Regions from separate parts of the Rattus norvegicus genome. Here region 2 is linked to region 1. Evidence: chromatin contacts called from public Hi-C data. All regions are on one chromosome and are shown on one strand. Each heading gives the region's core, a stretch centred on a gene start, on an enhancer-like site or on the middle of the called end of the contact. The rest is flanking DNA. Distances are from core to core; before and after follow the strand shown.

Evidence for each region. A called contact is a pair of places that touch in the nucleus more often than the background predicts.
Region 2: a Hi-C map of frontal cortex shows a contact between it and region 1, with 2.0 times the contacts expected there. The contact joins the enhancer-like site here to the promoter of Retreg1 in region 1. A contact is called at or near these places in 3 of 12 Hi-C or Micro-C datasets (Schwann cells, frontal cortex and psoas muscle).

Annotation. Positions count from the first base shown.
Region 1 is chr2:78,064,128-78,070,281 of GRCr8, reverse strand. Retreg1 (reticulophagy regulator 1) reads right to left here and starts at 4,158. Exons shown (of 9, transcript NM_001034912.1): 1 at 3,803-4,158. The coding sequence starts at 4,071.
Region 2 is chr2:78,122,826-78,128,823 of GRCr8, reverse strand. The region is part of intron 3 of Retreg1 (reticulophagy regulator 1); the gene reads right to left. Among named protein-coding and RNA genes, the nearest start is that of Retreg1, 60 kb to the right of the region's middle. Within about 2 kb of position 2,078, at least 36 of the 93 cell types and tissues checked have an H3K27ac peak or open chromatin away from gene starts, as enhancers often do. A contact at or near this core is called in Schwann cells, where this site is marked.

The DNA of each region.
Region 1 (6,154 bases), core at 2,909-5,408:
CAATCTCATCAACATTTTATTCCCTTGTTGCTTTTCTCTACCAGATTGACTTATAGATGAAATGCTGAGTATGCCTTTAAAGATGTCTTCCTTTCACTGGGTATACTCCTTACAATTAGACAGTTATCCAGGTACAAGATCTACTAAAACCACCTCTGTTCTTGTCAAGGTTCAGTTTCATCCCAATCCATGAAGACCCTCCCATCCATAATGACTCTGTCCCACCCATACCATCGCAAAGTGAATTATCCTTCCTCAAAACATCCACCCATATATTTGCTGGATACATACTGGAGATACTCGAACCTGCTGGGATCTGTTTCAATCCCTGCTTTCCCATGCACTACTGTTGCAGGCCATGGGCAGGTAGTCAGTGTCAAAATTCCTGAGTCAAATTCAAGATCCTGAAAGCAATTATAAGCACTGGGTATTAAATTATACAATCTGTATATTTACCAAGTTAACTTCCACAAGAGTGGAACAGCAGCAATGACAAGTTTCAAGTTTAGCACCCATTGTTTATGCTAAAATTGGAGGCGTTTTGTTTGTTCTTGAGACAGGGTCGAATTGTATAGCCCATTATATCTTTAATATATTGACTTCTTGGTTTTTTTCATAGAAAACAAAATTGTTAGCATCCCCAAGACAAAGGAAATTAAAGAACACAATGAAGTCATCTATAACCAGGAATGATGGCTAATACCTACTCTAGTGTTTAGGAAGCCAAGGCAGGAGGATTATCTTGAGTTTGAGGCTAATTTCATTAACAGAGTAATAACCTGTTTGTATTTATTAAAAAGAAAAAGGCTGGACGGTAGTGGCTCATGTCTTTAATCCCAGCCCTCAGGAAGCAAAGGCAGGTAGATCTCTGTGAGTTCAAGGCCAGCCTGGTCTACAGAGCAAATTCCTGCACAGCTGGGGCTACACAGAGAAATACTCTCTGGGGGGAAAGGGAGAAGAAAGAAGGAATGAAAACAAAGATAGGCTTATTTGAGAAGAAATAAATTAGCTTTTTTAAAAAAATAAGTTTTAGGCTTTAAGCAGAATATTTCAAGTCCAGAGAAACAAATAATGAAGATTTCAAAAACCGTTATGACATCAATTAAAAAAAAAAAAAAGTCCTAAAGTCCAATGGATTGTTACACAAAAGCAGCAATTGCTTCGGGATTCTGAGAGCAGGATGGTGATTCTGTCAGGGGAAATGCATACATGGAATTCAGCTACTGCAAACAGGGAAAATAAAACAAGTAAGATCCTAACCAACTTCAATCTCTGGCCACTGTTTGTCATCCCATCAGAGTAGTGGGTAAGATGGACTCATGAAAAACATCAAATACTCTTTTTAATTATTTATACAAAAAATAGCTCCAACAATGGTTCTGAAAGAATATGTCACAGGGAGGCTAGAGAGGTGGCTCAGTCAGGAATGTGCCTGTCACTCGAGCACTGAGCTCCCAAGGACTACATACAAGCCAGGAGAGATAGCGTGTGAAAGGGCTAGAGACAGGCAGAGCCCCGAGGCTCAGTGACCAACCAACCCAGCCATGTTTATGAGCTCCAGGGTTAGTAGAAAGCCTGTTGGAAAAAACTAACAAGGGCAATTAAAGAGGCCCTCTGGCTTCTACTACATGCACAAACATAGATGTAGACCAGAACACCCATAAACTCCTCGCATACCCCATACACACACACATGCATACATGCAAGAATACATCACAGGAAAAAATGTTTGTAACTCTTTACATTGTGTAAAATCCATCATATAAAAAGAGCTCCAGTAAGTCAATAAGAAGATCAACGTCCAAAGTAAAGAAACAAACCAGAGTTATAGATAAATAGGCACTGCAGATCATGGTGTCCTTGAACGTAAGAAAAGCAATCAATCTTAGACAAATGCAAATTTAAAACCATACCAAAGTGCCCTTTCCACTTACTAGATTTACAAGAGTAAAACACTTTTCAAAAGCTTCTTGGCAAGAGTATAGAGGAGCGCGCTGTCACACTCACTGGTGAGCAAATGATCTGGCAGAACCCCAACAACAGTATGGTGGTCAGACCCACAATACAGAGACATCCATCAAAATGCAAGGGCACATGCCCCCTGACCCAACTGTTTCTCTTACCGGACTCACCCTTTAAAAGGTTTCAGATATACAAAATGATACACAGTACAAGACTCAGCTGTCACATTCAAAATGCACATGCTGGAAACTACATCTTAGGAGGTGGGTTCCATACTCTTGGAAAAGAATTCTATGCATTGACAAAACAAGGTGTATTCAACAAGGCACCAGCCCTTAAACGAAGAATCCTTACTATGCCAGCCCACAGTTTGCACAACACAGAGAACTTCTGCTGAAACAGGCACTATAAAAAAAAAAAAAAAAAAAAAAGGCCTCAGAGAGCAAGCTAGCAGCCCCTGTGGCCTCTGGGAGGAAGCTGGAGAGCTGGGATGGGCGTGGGAAAGAGATTTTCAAAGAGAGAAGATTTTCAAAGTGTTTACATTTTTGTACCTTCAAGCTTTAGAACTGTGGTGTTTTTTAAGTAAATAAAACTTTAAAATCTAAAACATGTTGCTTATTAGTAAATAATTGAGACACAGCCCTAAGACTCAGTATCCTGCCCAGTCTAGCACAACATAATATAACCTCTTTATTTAAGGGCCAAGGTAACTTTACAACAGGATAGAGACCTGGGATAAACTTCAGAAACAGCAACACTGGGAGACCCAAAGTTAATTAACATCCACAGACAGCAACAAGACACAGCTCGTTTTCAGAGTAAACCAAGACCAGCAGGGATCTGAAGAAAATCCTTCACGTTGCTCAAGTTATTAATCTAGAAAAAAAAAATAACAGGCTACGGTCTCTTTGTATGCATTTATTTATTTCCCAACTTTGGGGTTACGAAATCTACGTCCTGTGAATAGGTACTTGTTAGCGAAACTGCTTATTCCGTACTTCGAGGGCTATGCATGTTATGAAGACACTTAGCAAACAAAGGTTTTTCTTCGCCCTTGATGAACTAGTACCAGACGAAAACGCTCATCATTCCGCGGTGGAGCCGGACACTGCCTGATGCTTACCTAGGCAGAACACTTTCTGGTGAGGTAAACCTGTTGATTGAGGGGCTACTTAAAGAAAATCCCCCGAATATTCCCTCTGGGGTTTGCCTGAAATTACTACCCATCCCCACCTATCCTCCACCCCCACAGCTATGCAATCTTGGGGCGGGGCGATGTACCTAATCCACCTGTTTGTTTACCTCCTTCTTTCTCATCTGGGATCAAAGACAGTAAACCCTACCCTCCAGGGAAAAGAAAAACAAATCATTCGCTGTCCATCTCTGGTGGCTGACGAAGGTAGCAGTGCTCAGAGGATACCTAAGGTGGTCCAGATATGTCTCTGGGTGCAAAAATTAATTCAAGACCACGGGCCTCTGTACCCCCATACTTGAAAGTACAGGTCAAGACCTGAGAGTTAACAATACCAGGGCCGAAGTTTTCAAGAGCTCTGGAACATCCCTAGATACAGGAGCACACGTGGGTCAGCTGACCATCACCTCCCCTTGGAGACTGGACACCCTCAGCAAGGGTGACAGCCACTCACAGGGAAGTGCGTCTGGAGGAAAGTTGAAGTGGGTGACTACCTGTTTCAGACAGGTGACCAAGCAAGTGGGACCAGACTGTCACTTCCACCGCAGCGACGCCCAGCTCCCCCTCCCCCAGCCAGGCCACATCCGGCCATGGGCGCCCCAAGGTCACCTGCCCTCTGGGGCGCCCCCACCCAGCCCGAGCGCTCACCAGAACAGCAGGTTGGCACCCAGGAAGGCGAGCAGGCTGCGCAGCGGCCTCTTCCAGCTCAGGAGCTCGTCGGCGCGCCAGCCCAGCCACAGCACGGGCTCCCCGAGTAGCCAGGTCAGGGCGGCGGCCACTCTGCCCGCGGCCTCCTCCACCTGCGGCCCGGCGCCCTCCGGCCCTGCCTCCTCCCCGGGAACCCCGGGTCGCGGTTCCTGCTCCTCCGTAGCTGGGCATCCCTGCGTGGCGTGCTCCTCCGGCGCCGGGCTCGCCATCTTCAGCGGTGTTTTGCTGGCGGGGACGGGGATGGGGACGGGGACAGGGAGGGAGGCGGGCGGGCACGCGCGCGCGCGCGCCTGGCGGTGAGCGCCGGGAGAGCAGCGAGGACAACGGGGACCGGTCCGGGTGCAGGGTGCGCACCGCGGGGTGCCGGCGGCTGAGTGCCTTGTGACGTCAGGCCTGGCCGCGCCGGGAAAGAGGGTGCGGTCAAGTTCGTGTAGGGGCGGGGCCGCCCTAGGTCTGGCTGAACATCCTGGGCTGGGCTCCGTGGGTGCGAGCTGTGCAGCGTCCCTGGGGAGCTGGGGACCAACGAAAATAGTCCCTTTTCCCTTCTGGATGAGGGGCCCAGGTAGAGGACTAGCCCCAAGGGGAGTCTGGGCTTTGAATTATAAAAGGAGGAAGGGGGCGCATTCCCACTTTCTCCAGTCACAGCAGACACTCGTCCATCCCTCAGTATTGAAGAAAATAACTGAGTGCTCCTGGCCATGTATTTCCTCACTCAGGACTCAGCACGCCCTTGTCCAGGTCCCTTGCAGGAACAGCCTTCGTAACTGTGTCAGATGCAAACGCTGACTTGGGAAACGAAGAAAAGCACATTTGGAGTCAAGGAAGGACGTCTGGTTTGGCCCTCTGATTTTAAGAGTAAGGACCCACCAGGCCATAGGGCACAGGCTGGTGAAGTCGCTTCTAGTTAAGGGAGCTGAAGGCTCTGAAGTGAGAGTTGTTCTTTGCAGATTGTCAGCGAGCTGATCAGGAAGCAGAGAGGCCAGAGGGTGGCCTGTGGCCCTACTGTGCTAGTGTGCCAAGCTTTGGAGGTGGTTGCTTCGGTAGATCTGTTGTGCGTGTCACAAGGCGGCCTCAGAGGTGGAGAATCCTAGAGCTCCCCATGTGGTTCTCCTGGTTGAATGTTGGAAAGACTAGAATGAAAGACCCTTCTTCAATCCAGAGAGTGCATGCATCAGGGTACCTGGCATCCTCTACTCATACTCTGTATCCAGCCTGCATTCACGGTATGGTTTTGGTGCATTCTCAAAGCAACGAGAGCCCACTGCCTGGGGTTAAGGTTTGTAATGCTAATCTAGATGGCCACTATATACCTCTGTTTCTATGTATGCAAACATTTATTTATACATTGCAGGCTAGATGTCAGCAGTTATCTGAATGTATGTTGTATTTGAAGGAATTACATGTCTTGGATTCACACAAAAGTTTGTTAACCACCTACTACGTGCCTGGTACACCACTGGGTCCTGTAGATGTGGATTCTACCTGCAAGAGATTCACAATCCAAAAGGTGCCGCTTAAAATTGATAATAAATGTGGCAACGGAAATCCTCAGGGCCAAGAGATTTCTCCTTTAAACTGAATCCAAAAATCATGTTTCAGAAGGGTTTGGTATGTAGATAGCATCTTTCCTGACTTGTTAAAGCTCGGAGAACAGTCTTTCTGATCGGAGTTCAGCTTGAGAAAAGGTTACATGATTTGCAGGTGTAGATCAGTCATTGTTTTCTTCTGAACATTGTTACTCAGCAGTGATATCTTGAGTTTTGGGGGCATCCAGGTGTGAGGAGGTCATAGAAGCAATGAAAAAGCAATATGGGAACAATCCAGTCATCCTCCCCACCCAAGCAATTCTGTCCAATGTGGGACCTTCTTGGCCTTGGTGGAGGAGCTTTGGGTAGATAAAGATGCTTTTTGATGCAATTCGGGCTTTGTTTAGTACTTGACAGAGACCTGATCTGAGGATGCAGGGCAGTGGTCTTCTAGAACTGGTATCCCTGTGGTCCAAAACCAGAGATAACTTTCAGAAACAAGTTTATAAGATTCTTCATGTTCCTCCTCCCCCTGAATTCTAATTATTGTCATCAGGATCTGAGGATCTCTGGATGCAGTAAAAGCTGCTAGCAAGGGAGTCCCCAAAAGGCTAAACCATGGTTGCTATGTGTGACTGCTGTCTTCATTATCTCCCTCCCCCTTTCCAAATAACTGTAGAGAAAAGGCTGCTCAGACAAAGGATTACTTCCTCTAGCCCCATGCTCTTCTTTACTTCTGACCTCTAATAATTACTGAACACTTGTA
Region 2 (5,998 bases), core at 829-3,328, 61 kb before region 1:
CTCTCTCTCTCCATGTGCTTATGACCGGCCTCTCCTCCTCCTCCCCCTCCTCCTCCCCCTCCTCCTCCTCCTCTTCCTCCTCCTCCTCTTCTTCCTCCTCCTCCTCCCCCCTCTCCGTCTCCCTCTCCCTCTCCCTCTCTCTCCCTCCCTCCCTCCCTTTCTCTGTCTCTACTACTCCTTCAACTCCCCTCCCCATGCCCTAAATAAACTCTATTCTATACTATACTCATCCTGTGGCTGGTACCTCAGGGGAAGGGTTGCCTCAGCATGGGCCCTCAGAGGCACCCCACCCCGCCCTGCACCATACTTCACTTTACCAAACATATCCCTGGCTTCTTTCTCCCTTTTTATAAAACAGCAGATGCAGCTTCCTGACTTCAGCAGATGCTCACATGTGCACCAGGCGTTCCTCTTCTTTCAAGCGTCTGCACTGCAATGTAGTTAAGCTCAGAGACTCATGGAAACTGAGCAGTACACAGAGATAGGATTTAAAGGCTGTGCTGCATGCACATGATGGAACCTTAGGTAGCATAAAAACATGAGTGAACCATAGCTGGATGCAGAAGCACAACTATGATACTTTATTGAGAGAATATTCTTATGTCTCAGACTGACCTCAAAACACTGTGTAGCCCAGGATATCCTTGAACTTCTGTTTCCGACCTGGGCCGGTTCACCCCTCCTTAGACAACCTGGTGGTCCCCCGCTCCCGGGAGGTCACCATATTGATGCCGAACTTAGTGCGGACACCCGATCGGCATAGCGCACTACAGCCCAGAACTCCTGGACTCAAGCGATCCTCCTGTCTCAGCCTCCCGAGTAGCTGGGACTACAGGCGTGCGCCACCGCGCCCGGCTCCTTGAACTTCTGATTCACTTGTTTTTATCACGCTAGGCTTGGGGTTAAAGACTTGTGCCACCACCTTGGTTTTTTTGAGGTGCTAAGGACTGAACCCAGGGCTTCACGCATGCTAGACAGACACTCACCAGCCGAACTGCATTCCCAGCCTTCATTTCATTTTTAATACCTTGAGTTTAATTATTAATACTGTTTGAAAAACATATTCGTTGCCATTGCAAAAACGGCCATCCATATGCAGGGAGTTTGACTTCCCATCCGGGCTGGTACTTCCTTCAGTCTCACAGTCTGCACCCCAAGAAGAATATGGGTATTAAACATCTAGCACGGACCACTTTAGATGGTAATAATTTTTGTGTAAGTATACGGCTGTTGTTGAGAGATGATAAGCCTCCTTATCCACATCATTTCCTCCAGAATGGCTTCACAATTGAGTCCCGTCTTGTAGTTGACCTCGATGGGTCTCAACAGCTAACTACAACTTGAACAACAAAACCGAGTTGGCTTGAATCTTGGGAAGCCCTGTGCATGGCCTGGAGACCCAGCCCGTCAACCCTTGTGAGGATTTGTTCTATGAATGGGCCTCTTCTTTTGTCAGGAGAGGAAGAAAGGGGCTTTGAATCCCACTGAACAATAGATAACTACGGAATTGTGCTCAACTGTTGCTTTTTTTTTAAAGGCATAAAAGGCCTATTGGAGGTCTCTGTTTTTGGCAGAAGGCAGTCTTTCAAGTTTGTGGAGCTTCCAGGCTAGCCCAGGTCTCCTTAGCCAGAACAGGCTTGTGCAGACATCCAGCAGATCTGAGCCCAGTGACTATATTTTCTGAAAAAGAAAACCCTTCTTCCCCATTTAACTCAACCCTCCACCCAAGATACCCCTTTACCCTCATGACACCCACAGAACCTGCATTGCTGGTGATATTGTTTAGTAGAATAACACTTGCTTAGCATGCAAAAGCCATCTGTTCAACTCTTTGCAAAACACACACACACACACACACACACACACACACACACACACACACACACCAAACCAAACCAAAAAACATTTTTTAAACTACGTCTCATTTGTCAGAAGAGATAGACAGGAACATAAAAGACACTAAGTGAATTTTCATTTTTTTTGAGAGGAATAATATCCTCAGAATTTAATGTCTGAGCCATCAGACTTAAGTGCTCTGACTCATTCCAGGCTTGTGAACTGGGTGGACACCATGACTTGGCCTTAATGGTCAAAGATTCTTTCCCTGTCCCTCAAAGTACAGAGCAGCAAAAGCAATGTTTGTGGGAATTATCTGAAAGCCCACAGAACAAAAGAACATTGCTTGCCAATGCCAAATGTCAGTGCCCACACAGCTGCTCTGAGCCTGTGAGAAACAGAGAAGGCATGTGAGACCCAGAACAAGAAGGGTGATCTGGGCACACAGGGGCAAAACCCCAGGACTCCTGCTCACCCCTGCTGGGTAGGATGACCTGTGCTCTGCCTCAAGGTGAGTCAGATTGGTGCACCTCGCCCAGCAGCAGCCAAATTCAAGGGCCACCACTGCCTCCTACAGACAGTTCCCAGCTAGAAGCTTCTGGATGTCCCAGAAGATGTCAGAAATCCTCCAGTGCTTTCTCAGTCTCTATTTCTACAACTTTAATGCCAATGAAATAAACCTTAAGACAAAGTGACTTCTGATGCAGAAAACCTAGCCCCTTAATTTGGGTTATAATGAACAAACTATTGGGTTATAATGTACAAATATTAAATACATAGGTGATATATATTATATATGTGTGTGTGTATACATACATACATACACACACACACACACACACATACACGAATGGCAAAGATTTAACTGGGAGGGGGCTAGTGAGTGGGCTGTAAAGTGAATAAGCAAAAGAAATAAATAAATTTTTAAAAAGAGTTAATTCAGTCCGGCAGACAGCAACGTCTGTATAATCCTGCAAACAGTTTGCAGAGCTCCTGACAGACAGACAGGTGAAACACGAGCTGTTCTTGGAGTGTGCTCACCTAGAATCATATTTGCATAAATGACTGCTCTGGGCACCTCTGCCGGCTGACAGGGCATCTGAGTTAAAGTTCCCAATCACTATTGATGGCGTTGAAAATCAGAGCCCGGCTTTGGCACGGTGAACTGCTGCAGTGCAAACTCTTGCAGAGCTACAGACAGTTCTTAAAAGTCTGAAGGATCGTACACGTGAGTGTGTGCACCACCACCTCCATGAAAAATGTCAAATGCTTTACCCCAACTGAAGAAAGGCTCACAGACAGGAAGCCAGGCGCATGCTGAGATCAAGCCCAAACTGAAAGCAGACACTGGAAAAGGGAAGACTAACCCTTGCTGAGTAACCTGAGTATGTCAGCTGTTGCACCAAAGGACAGTGGGGGACAATGTCCAGCCACTGCCAAGGAGGAGGGTGAGAGTCAGGGTTAGCGTTAGAATCTGTGAACGTGGAATAAAGACAATCCTACTGGCACATGTCTCCCGTGAGCCCAGAGTGCCCTCTCTACCCCAGTGATCTGCCCATCGTTGTGTATTTAACCTGTAAGTTCTTTTCTTTCATTTTTTTTTCACTGGTAAATACATAAATAAGCATTAGCCCAGACCAGACAGAAGCGGAGAACCATGGAACACGCACACCAAGTTATCACCTAGGAAGCTCCAGCAGAAGCATTAGAAATCCTCATCACTGGGAACTTCAGTGACCAAACACAGATGGCCACGGTCAGGACACATGTGGTACAGGCCTTCTTGCTGGGGCAGAGGCACCATACAGTAAGCAAGAGCTGCAACTCCCCACCCAGTGCCGTCGCCTCTATAGCTGAGTTCATGTGACCTACGCCCTTCCCACTACGCCCCACCACTAAAAGAACACGGAATGACCACTACTGTTTGGAAAATTACACTTCTGACATGCAGATTTTTTTTTCGGATTTTCATTTAATTACATTATATTTTTTCCATACAAGTATATTTTGTACAGTGAACATATTTCTGACCATACACCCATCCCGTTCCTGTTTCTCCCTTTGTTGACCTAGACAGTCTCACTTCCACTTCCATTTGATGTATGCATACATGGTTTTAGGTAACTGCATAAAATCCAGAAACCACCAACGAGCAACAGTGTGTGACAGTTGTCCTTCAGAACTGGCGTGATTCACTTAACGTGACTATTTCCAGTTCTATCTTCCTGCCAAAAATGTAATGCCATCCTCTTTTATCTCTTATATGGCTGAAAACAATAACTTAGCCACACCTTCAAGATCAGCAGCCCCTCTGTGGCTGAACACAGGTTTGCCCCATAACTTAGCCACATGAGTTTGGATGGACACTTCCCAAACCAGAACAAAAGATACGCAGACTGGTCCGAGCATCACTGAATCTGAGAACTCTGTATCAAAGAGCACAAAGCTTTGAAATCATGTGAACTCACTTGGTCTAATCTTACAGCCACTGAAATTAGAAGGTAATCCTCCATATTTTTCCCAATGTATGTGCCTTAGTCAAGGTTCCTATTCCTGCACAAACATCATGACCAAGAAGCAAGTTGGGGAGGAAAAGGTTTATTCAGCTTACACTTCCACACTGCTGTTCATCACCAAAGGAAGTCAAGACTGGAACTTAAGCAGGCCAGGAAGCAGGAGCTAATGCAGAGATCATGGAGGGATGCTGCTTACTGGCTTGCTTCCCCAGGCTTGCTCAGCTTGCTTTCTTACAGAACCCAGGCCTACCAGCCCAGGGATAACACCACCCACAATGGGCTCTCCCCACTTCTCACTAATAGAGAAAAATGCCTTACAGTTGGATCTCATGGAGGCATTTCCTCAAGGGAGGCTCTGTGATAACTCCAGCTGTATCAAGTTGACACACAGAACCAGCCAGTACACCATGGAAAGCACAGAACACCTAAGCCACGTACTGTGGTCCAGCATGAACACAAGACCAGACCCCTGACACTGGGCCTGTTCACGGAGCCATTTGAATGTCTCAACAACACTATTCTGGAAACTCAGATCCCTTCTCTGACTGTGTTCAGCCGCAGCCTCCTGACTACCCAGCTTACCAAGAGAATCAGTCAGTCTCTAAAGGAGTGCTGACCATAAGGCAGTCCTAGACCAGGTGGTCCAGGGGGACATCATATGGGCGTTAACCATGCCAATGTGATGCAAATGGTATAAACCCCTCTGCAATGCCACTGGCCTTATGTGGGCTGCCTGGAGACAGCTCTCCTTCCTTAAGTTTCCTGACTTACACCTGGGAACAGCTCTATGGCACCTGTGCTTTACCTTTACACCCACTTCCCAGAAACAAATACCAAGGCCTGTTACCATGAGAACAGCCTGGGGCAAAGGGTGAGTAGAGACAAATGTCACCGTGCACCTGCAGCACGCCCAGCCGCTGTTGAAGCGAACTAGGGAGCTAAAAGCTATTGCAGCCCAAAGGCGCTCAAAGGATAGGATGGGAGAGGCAGTTAGGTTACGTGGCTGAGAGGAGCCCTGGAGCTGGAAAAGGGCATCACACAACAACTAAGGAAACCTACGCAGGGTGTGGACTGAGACAAGAAAGGATGTGCTGGCTCTGCCTCATCAGCTGCAGAGTGCACGGTGCAGGCCACGACAGCCCAGGAGAGCCAGATTCTCAAAGCAAGGAAATGAAGGACCTGTGTCATCATGGGAGTTTCGTGGCACTGTTTATTTTGTTTCTCACTTTTGTGTCTTCATTTTCTGATGGCTTCTTTGGTCTAAGGTATTCCCACCATCCTTTCTTAACTAGCACAAATACATATGGACAAATCTGTTCTTTAAAAAAAAAAGAAAAGAAAAAATCCGCTCCTACAAGCACTGACTTCACTGGAATATTAATCCTTGAACTTTCTCCATCTTTCTTGTCTCCCATGCACTGTGGGTGAAGCAAACTGTGTCTCTCCTCGTTGCCCTAACTCTGCCTTCTTCCACTTGGAAACATCCACCCCCCTGAAGGTTAGATGACAGTTAAGGAGCAGATGTAACTCTAGTGAGACAGAGGCCAAGTGGCTGGTCAGTATCTGAGGCCTTTGTCCTTCCTTTACTCTCCTCCTCTCTCAAGCCCTAACTGACATCATGGCCAGCCCTTCTGGAACATTCTAAC